Regions from separate parts of the Canis lupus genome. Here region 2 is linked to region 1. A link is a contact called in public Hi-C data. All regions are on one chromosome and are shown on one strand. The core of a region is the stretch at or near the end of the contact, and the rest is flanking DNA. Distances in the headings are between cores, read along the strand shown. Region 1 has its middle 30 kb from the start of PSAP. Region 2 holds the start of ASCC1 (activating signal cointegrator 1 complex subunit 1).

The links. Hi-C and Micro-C count contacts between places; a contact is called where the count stands out from the background.
Region 2: a Hi-C map of blood shows a contact between it and region 1, with 2.7 times the contacts expected there. The contact joins the promoter of ASCC1 here to the enhancer-like site in region 1. A contact is called at or near these places in 3 of 9 Hi-C or Micro-C datasets (amygdala and blood).

The regions. Positions count from the first base shown.
Region 1 is chr4:23,367,726-23,371,756 of UU_Cfam_GSD_1.0, forward strand. No RefSeq gene overlaps it. Among named protein-coding and RNA genes, the nearest start is that of PSAP, 30 kb to the left of the region's middle. Within about 2 kb of position 1,921, at least 7 of the 20 cell types and tissues checked have an H3K27ac peak or open chromatin away from gene starts, as enhancers often do. A contact at or near this core is called in blood, where this site is marked.
Region 2 is chr4:23,609,125-23,613,155 of UU_Cfam_GSD_1.0, forward strand. ASCC1 (activating signal cointegrator 1 complex subunit 1) reads right to left here and starts at 2,386. Exons shown (of 10, transcript XM_038534276.1): 1 at 2,148-2,386; 2 at 1-135. The coding sequence starts at 2,291. The region is part of intron 1 of ANAPC16 (anaphase-promoting complex subunit 16); the gene reads left to right.

The DNA of each region.
Region 1 (4,031 bases), core at 671-3,170:
CTGGGGCTGCCTGCCCACCATGCATTTTTAAGTAAGAAAGACAAATACTGAACAGCATGTATTGTATATGATCCTTGTGTTTTTTTAAAAGCCTACATATGGGGCACCTGGGTGGTTCCGTCAGTTAAGCAGAGGACTCTTGATTTCAGCTCAGGTCATGATCTCGGGCTGGTAGGAGGATCTGTGCTCAGCTGGAGATTCTTTCTCCCTCACCCTTTGCCCCTCCCCTGAATTGTGCATGCTCTCTCTCTCTCTCTCTCTCTCTGTCTCTCTCTCTCTAAAAATAAATAAAATCTTTAAAGAAATGAAAAATAAAAAGCCTACGCATGTGCAATATAGAAAATTGCATGCATTTGCATGCAAAAAAAATATGATGCACACCAAACCTTCAGAATCCTTACTACAATTAATAGTTATGCACTTGTTTTCCCACTTATTTGTCAACTTGCCTTCACTACACAGTGATTTCGCAGAAGCAGGAACCATGTCTGTTCAGTGACACATCCTTGGGCCCAGAACATCCCGTAGCCCATGATAGGTCCTCAGGAAATATCTGTTAAAAGAGACACGAGCAGAAAAAGAGAAAGGAGAGAAAAAAAAGAAAGAAAGAAAAGGAAAGAAAGAAAAATTTGTCCAGAGGAAGAAGAAAGAAGAAGGCAGGGGAGAGGTCCTGGCAGTCCACTGTCTTGCTACCCCGAGCACTGGCCAGAGGGCCCCGGCCTCGGCCTCGGAATCAAGCTTGGATTGGGTCCCTGCTCTCCCACGAACTCTCTGGTGACCTTGGGCAAGAAGGAGGAAAGAAAGAAGAAAGTCAGACTTGGAATTTCACGTTTACAAGTTTAAGCGGTTGAATTTTTAAAAATAAAGATTTTATTTATTATTCATGAAGACCCACAGAGAGGGGCAGGGACACCGCCGAGGGAGAAGCGGGCTCCCCGCAGGGCAGGCCTCGATCCCAGGACCCCGCTCACGCCCGGGGCCGAAGCCAGACGCTCAGCCGCTGAGCCCCCAGGCGCCCCCCAAAATAGTTTCATCGTAAAATAAAACAGAGCCGGCAACTCCTGGGCTTCCCCGCCCGCCAGGCGCCCCCCGCCCCCCAGCAGGGAGCGTGGCCCCGACTTCTCCGGGGCTCGGGGCGGGCGGCGGGGGCGGGGGCGGAGGCTCTGGGGCAGCTCCCGCCCGGGCCCCGCTCGCTCCGAGGACACCCCGCTCCCCCCCTCCCCTCCCCTCCCCTCCCCCCGCCCCGCCCCTTGCGCAAGACCCCCGGCGCCCAGATCCTCATCCTCTTTCGAAACGCAGTTTCAGGTCGTCCCCGCGGACCCCGCAGTCGGCTCTCCAAGGAAGGAGAAGCGAAAGAGGATCCGAAAGCGCGCGGAGGGCCTGCACGTTCGGGTTCAGGCCGCCCCTGGGGGTGGGGGTGGGGGTGGGGGTGGGGGGCCCGGGGTTGGGCGGTGGGGCCCCCGGAGGCCCGCGGCGGGGCCGACACCTGCGCGCGTCCACAGCGCGGCGCCCACGCGGCCCGGTCGCTTCGCCCCTTCCCGCAGCCCCGGCTCATCCCGCGGACGCCAGCAGCGCGCCTCTGCCTCCCTCCCTGCTTCCCTCCTTCCCTCCCTCCCTCCTCCTTTCTTCCTTTCCCTCCCTCCTTTCCTCCTTCCTTCCTTCCTTCCCTCCTTCCTTCCTTCCCTCCTTTCCTCCTTCCTTCCCACCTTTCCTCCCTCCCTCCCTCCTTCCTTCCCTCCTTCCCTCCCTCCTTTCCTCCTTCCGTCCCTCCCTCTTTCCTTCCCTCCCTCCTTCCCTCCCGGGCCACCTCCTCCGGCAGCACCCGGGCTCCCCCCTCCTCAGGAACTCTCTCCGGAGCTCCTCTGCACTGCCCACCACACCTCGGGGAAAGCCCCCCCCACCCCTCGGCCACCTGGGTTGTCAAATGGGGCTGAGGCCGAGGCCTGCAGAAGTGCTGAGGACCACCGGGCACCTCGCACCTTCCACCCCAGAGAGGAAGGAGGCGGAGGCCTGAATTCCACCCTGTCCCCACCTCTCCCTGCTGCTCAGAGGCCCTGCCGCGGGCCTGCCGCTTCCCTGGCCCAGTCACCCCATCCCTGGGTCCCCGTTTCACACTCATCCCTAAAATGAAGGAGTTGAGGCCCCTGGATTTTATATTAGAGTTAGAAATACTAACGAGGCCTGCCCCTGGGCTCATGTGAAGAAGGCAGCTTTGGGTATTCCTCAAGCCTGTGGTCTAGGCCTGGGTCCCAGAGTCCTTGGTTCCCTGCCCCATCCTGAATCCTGCCTCTCCCCCTACAGCCCCCCACCCCCAGCAACATCCCTGCCCCTGCAACCATCCCTCTCAATGTGGCTCTTCCTCTGGCCCTGGCCCTTGAACTCCCCATCTCCCACCCCCAGAGACCCTACTTCCTTCAGGGGAGCTCTTCCTGCTGCTCCTTTTTCTTTACACTGGCCAGGAGCCAGGCATGAGACCACTGGGCCATTTCCCTCCCCTGAGTCTCCCACAGTCCCCCAAATTTGTAGGATCTCGTTCTCTGAGCTGCACATGCTGCTGCCCACAGCATCTCTCCCCTTGGTCCCTCCAGATGCAATGCAGTCACTCCACACCTTCCAGTTTACACCATTCATTGGCGTCATCCATCAGTTCCTAGATATTATTAACCATGACCACCAGCCCTGTGTCAGGCCTGTGGGGATGCAGGAGAGAACTAGAGCTGACCTGCCCTCTGTGGATTCACAGCTCTAGTGGGGAGACAGACCCAGGAATAGGGAGAGTGAGAGATAAATGCTCTGATGGGTGATTACAGGGCTGCCAGGGCACTTGACTCAGACTTAGGAGGGTCAGGAAGGGCTTCCTAGAGGAGGTGGTATCTAAGGTGAGACTTGGAAGGTGAGTTATCAGGCTAGTGCAGCAGGTAGGAAAGGGTTTGGGGGCAGAGGAAATAGCATGTACAAAGGCCCTGAGGAGACAGAGAATATGCTACCTGCAGGGCCCTGGAGAGATAAGGCTGGACCTGGAGGACGCCACCCTGAGGACAGGAACAGTTCTGGAGTTTGGAAGGACTCCGTTCTCTGCTACCTCTCTGGCTGTCCAGGCCGTCAGAGGCCCTGACATTCCACAGCTTCTTGAAGATCAAGTCACGCAGATGCTGTGCAGCAGATGTGCCTGCAAGCACCCAGTTCCAGGCCAGCACCCTCACCATGGCGCCGGCCCATGGTGACACAGCAGAGGTTACCAAAGGCAGCCAGCCTGAAGTCACAGACTGCTCCCTGGGGGACCCTCCCCTGGCCCCAGCCTGGCCTCAGTCACCCTCTGTGATAGACAACGTTCCTGTCTACCCCAAATTCGCATGTTGAAATCCTAACCCCCAATGTGATGCCATTAGGAGGTGGGACCTTGGGGCAGTAGGTCGGTCATCAGGGTGGAGGCCTCGCGAATGGAGCCAGTGCTCTTATAAAAGGGACCTCAGAGAGCCTCCTGGTGCTTTTCTTTATTTTTTTTATTTTTATTTATTTATGATAGGTACACAGTGAGAGAGAGAGGCAGAGACATAGGCAGAGGGAGAAGCAGGCTCCATGCACCGGGAGCCCGACGTGGGATTCGATCCCGGGTCTCCAGGATCGCGCCCTGGGCCGAAGGCAGGCGCTAAACCACTGCGCCACCCAGGGATCCCCTTCCTGGTGCTTTTCTTCTCCATGTGAGTCTATGATGAGACATCGACAGTCTGCATCTTGGAAGAGGGGCCTCTCTGGAACGTGACCATGCTGGCTTCTGGATCTGGAACTTCCAGCCTCTGGTACTGGGAGAAATACATTTCTGCTGTTCATCAGCCCCCCACTCTGGGCACTTTGTCAGCAGCCTCCAAGGACTGAGACACTCTGGGTGAGCAGCAGGTCCTGGGGGCCCTGGGGTTGGATCTGAGGCAGGGGCTCCTGCAGGGAAGCAGCCCCTGTGGCAAGTGTGGAGTCCGTGCTGGTCTCTTGGCTCCTCGCAATGATGAGGGAGAGGGACTGCAGGCATTTGTGGG
Region 2 (4,031 bases), core at 1,136-3,635, 240 kb after region 1:
GTCTTCATCTTCTTCTTCATGTTGGTAAGTCTGTTCTTGGATGGGATTTTTTCTATAAATCCGTCCACCAATTCTTACAAGTTGTGGGCGCAGAACTTCCATGATACTTTCTTTGAACAATATTCTAGTGAAATCCTGAAAAACAAATGATCACCTTACCCTGTTTTAATCAGAAATAAAAATCCTATCTCTATTTTATGGATCATTATGTAATTAGATATCAGTTCACAGCACGTCCTAAACAAAAGCAGCACTGTTTCCATTAGATTTCCCCAATCTGCAAGCTATTTTAAGTCAGTTTTTGTATTTTCCACGACAGCATTCCATGCCTGGTTCACTCTAGACAGTGATTTGTTTTTGCTTTCTTTTTTTTTTTAAAGATTTTATTTATTTATTCATGAGAGACACAGAGAAAGAGAGGCTGAGACACAGGCAGAGGGAGAAGCAGGCTCCATGCGGGGAGCCTGATGCGGAACTCGATCCCGGGTCCCAGGATCACACCCTGGGCCAAAGATAGGTGCTCAACCGCTGAGCCACCCAGGCGTCCCTGTTTTTGCTTCCAAATATTTTATTTTTAAGTAATCTCCACACCCAAAATTGGGCTCGAATTCACAACCCTGAGCTCAAGAGTCACTTGCTCCACCAACTGAACCAGCCAGGTGCCCCTAGACAGTAATTTGTAAACTATTTCAGCACTCTAAGAAATGGTGATTAAAAGATACTCTTCGCTCTCTATACAGCCTGTCTGTGAGTTTGAGAGAACAGATGTCTTTATTATTTTAACTTGAAGTAGGATACAACCTTCTGTGTTTATCTAACCATTCGCTAAGTGTCTCACTCTTTTTATCCAGCATGATAATTAAGAGGATTAGGAATGTGTAGCACACTTATCCTTCGGGGGAATAAATAACCCCTAAGTACTTTTAGAGGTGCAAGAAATATATACCTCAGAATTAGGTCCTGTTGCCCATCAGAACAGTTAAAACATGACTTAACCGACATGGTTCTTCAAACCAACACACTGCTGAGGGGAGGAATCCATTTCTATAGGCCACTCCTCAAAGATGTACATCGCTCATTGAGAAGCCAAGCTTCTAGTCACCACATAATGAGCCAAGAATTAAGGGAACAAGGCACCTGGGTGGCTCAGTGGTTGAGCATCCACCTTCCACTCAGGTCGTGATCCTGGTGTCCCAGGATCGAGTCCCGCATCAGGCTCCTCACGGGCAGCCTGCTTCTCCCTCTGCCCATGTCTCTTCCTCTCTCTCTGTGGTCTCTCACAAATAAATAAATAAAATCTTTAAAAAAAAAAAAAAAAAGAATTAAGGAAACAAAGGTTCCTTACTGGCTAGCTGTGATTAAGTTCAACCAATGTTCCTAACCACATAGGTTACGGTCTTGGAAGCCCACGATTAAAGAAAAAGCCCCAAAACAATTACTTAATGCACTTGTGCATTTTGGGCACAAAAGGCATTAAAATGTAATGCATTAAAATTTAAACTTTAAACAGTGCATTAAAATTTAAGTTTCAATTTAAACAACTAAAGCCCAGGGCAGCCCTGGTGGCTCAGCGGTTTAGCGCCGCCTTCAGCCCAGGGCCTGATCCTGGAGTCCCAGGATCAAGTCCCACGTCAGGCTCCCTGCATGGAGCCTGCTTCTGCCTGTGTCTCTGTGTCTCTTTCTCTCTCTCTCTCTCTTTCTCTGTGTCTATCATGAATAAATAAATAAAATCTTTAAAAAAATTAAATAAAAAAATAAACAACTAAAGCCCCCAAAACACTTAATGCACTTGTGCATTGATCATGTGCACAAGTAAGTGCAACTGATCAATGCACTAAGTCCTTAAAGCCCAATCCAACCCTCAGCAAGTGACGTCGCTGTGGTTAGTGACGTCACTGTGGTTGGTGACGTGATTACAGAACCAAGGGGGGATTTTGCGTTGTGAGAAGTAACACCATGGAAGATAAACCCTCGGACGACGCCGGGATCCATCAGCAACAGAGTTCTGACATTACGCCCGTGGTGGCCTATTCCACAGGGCCTCACAAAATTAAAAAATAAAAAATAGGCGCTTCACAAAAGGAGCCTTTGATGATTAGGTCGGACCCTCAGACCTCGGCTCTGGAGTAAGGGACAGCAAACTTCACCTGCCTTTCCCGTAGGGCACCGGGCCTACGAGACTGTCTGAAAGACGGGGGGCTGACCCGCGTAACCCTGCTTCGTGGCAGTCTGGAGAGCGCGGAGAGCAGAGGGCCTTCGATGTCGTGGGGGAAGGTGAAGCCTTGAATCATAAAAACAAGCCAAAAAAAGCGAGGAACCCCGGGGCGGCAGGACCCCCGCCGTAAAGCCAGGTAGGCGCGCAAGACCCGGAAGTCCTCTGCGGGAGCGCGCGATCCAGCCCCGGCCTCGCCCCGGCCACGCCCCCACCAGCCCCTCCCGGCGCGCGGGCGCGCGCACGTCGCCGGCTTCCTCCGCGCGGGCGCGCGCACGCCGCCGTCCTCGTCGTTGTAAACGCTGCCGCTCTGGCTGGCCCTTGGGGGCGGGGCTGTAGGGGAAAGCGCCAAATCCGCTGAGGTAAGTGGCCGAGGGCTTAGGGACCCCCCGGGAGCTTGGTGGAAGGGAGTCGATCCGTGGGATCCTACCTGCAGGGACTAGTAAAATGGAGAAGATAGGAGGAGAGACTGGAGCCTGCTTCGGTGGGAGCGTGAGAGGAAATTTCCTTAGGCCGCGCCGGACGGGGTGCGCATGCGCGCGGAGAGCTGGCGCCTGCGCGGTGGGGCGGCGCGGGTAGCATCGCCCCCTTGAGACCGAGCGGGAAAAGGGCAGGAAAAGCTTGCCTTGGAGTTGGTTCGGCAGCCGCGGGCGCTCTTCCCCCGCGGTTTCCAGCACCCCCTCCTTTTTTTTTTTTTTTTTTTTTTTTTTTTTTTTTTCCCTCGCCACCGCACCTGGTGTTTAGCTGCTGCCTCGGTTTGGGTGGTGAGCTCGCGGTTCAAGTGGAACGATTTGTTGATGGTGGAATTCGACGATTGCTTCTAATAATCTGGCATCGTGCCAGAAATACTTTCCTAAAGCATCTTTTTCATAAGGAGACTTATTCTAAAGGGAGGAATTCTTTTTAATAGGTATACATCCGACAGGAAGTAAAGTTGATGAAAACGGAAGTCATCCCTGTCGTACCTGGAGTAGATGGTTGATCATGCTGCGCCCCGCGCCCCCCCTCCCCCCCCCCCCAGGGTGGTCTTGCTCGGCTCTGGGCATCTCTAAGGCCAGCGGACTCAGCTTCCCTTCGAGAGCCAAAGCCCAGGCTACTTCATCATGAACATTTATTCATTAGGCAGAGTTTTGCTGAGGACCTGCCTGGGGCCCAGCAGCCTGGGGTGGGAGAGAGTTGTGTTAATACAAAATGTATTAGATCTGCAGAATGAGGAAGGGAAAAAAAAAAGAAAAAAAAAAAAAAAAAACCTCAATAATGGACCAACCCTCGTGACAGCCCGCTTCTCCATCCCTCCCGTGTAACCTTTGCTGAGCCACTAGCCCTGCGTTCTGTCATTTGTTCGGTATTCATTCAGGAAACGTTCTGACCCAGGTTGTGCTAGGCCTCGAGGATAGAAAGACAACTCATTTCACCACCACCACCCCTGTTTTCCTAGATCATAGAATTCTTCTTGAACTCCTGAACCTTAAAAATGAGAGTGTCAAGTGCATAGATGGAGGGCACCTTCCCTCTTGCTGAGCAGAGATCCTTTCCCTTCTGCGAGCTTGCTGACTCTGCCAAACGCAGAGAATTAAAACCTCTCTTGAGTGTGTTTGGACATACTATGGATAAAAAACTGGGATCTGCATGGGCGGGGGGTGGGGGGGATTCAGGAGTCAATATCCATTACTAATTTTGGATAGCTGATACTGAATGTTTACTGTGCCTGTGACTATCCCAAATGCTTTGGTTATATTAACCATTGTGACACCTTTATGAAGGAGGTACTATTATTATCCCCATCTTAGACATGAGGTGACTGAGGAGCAGAGAGGTG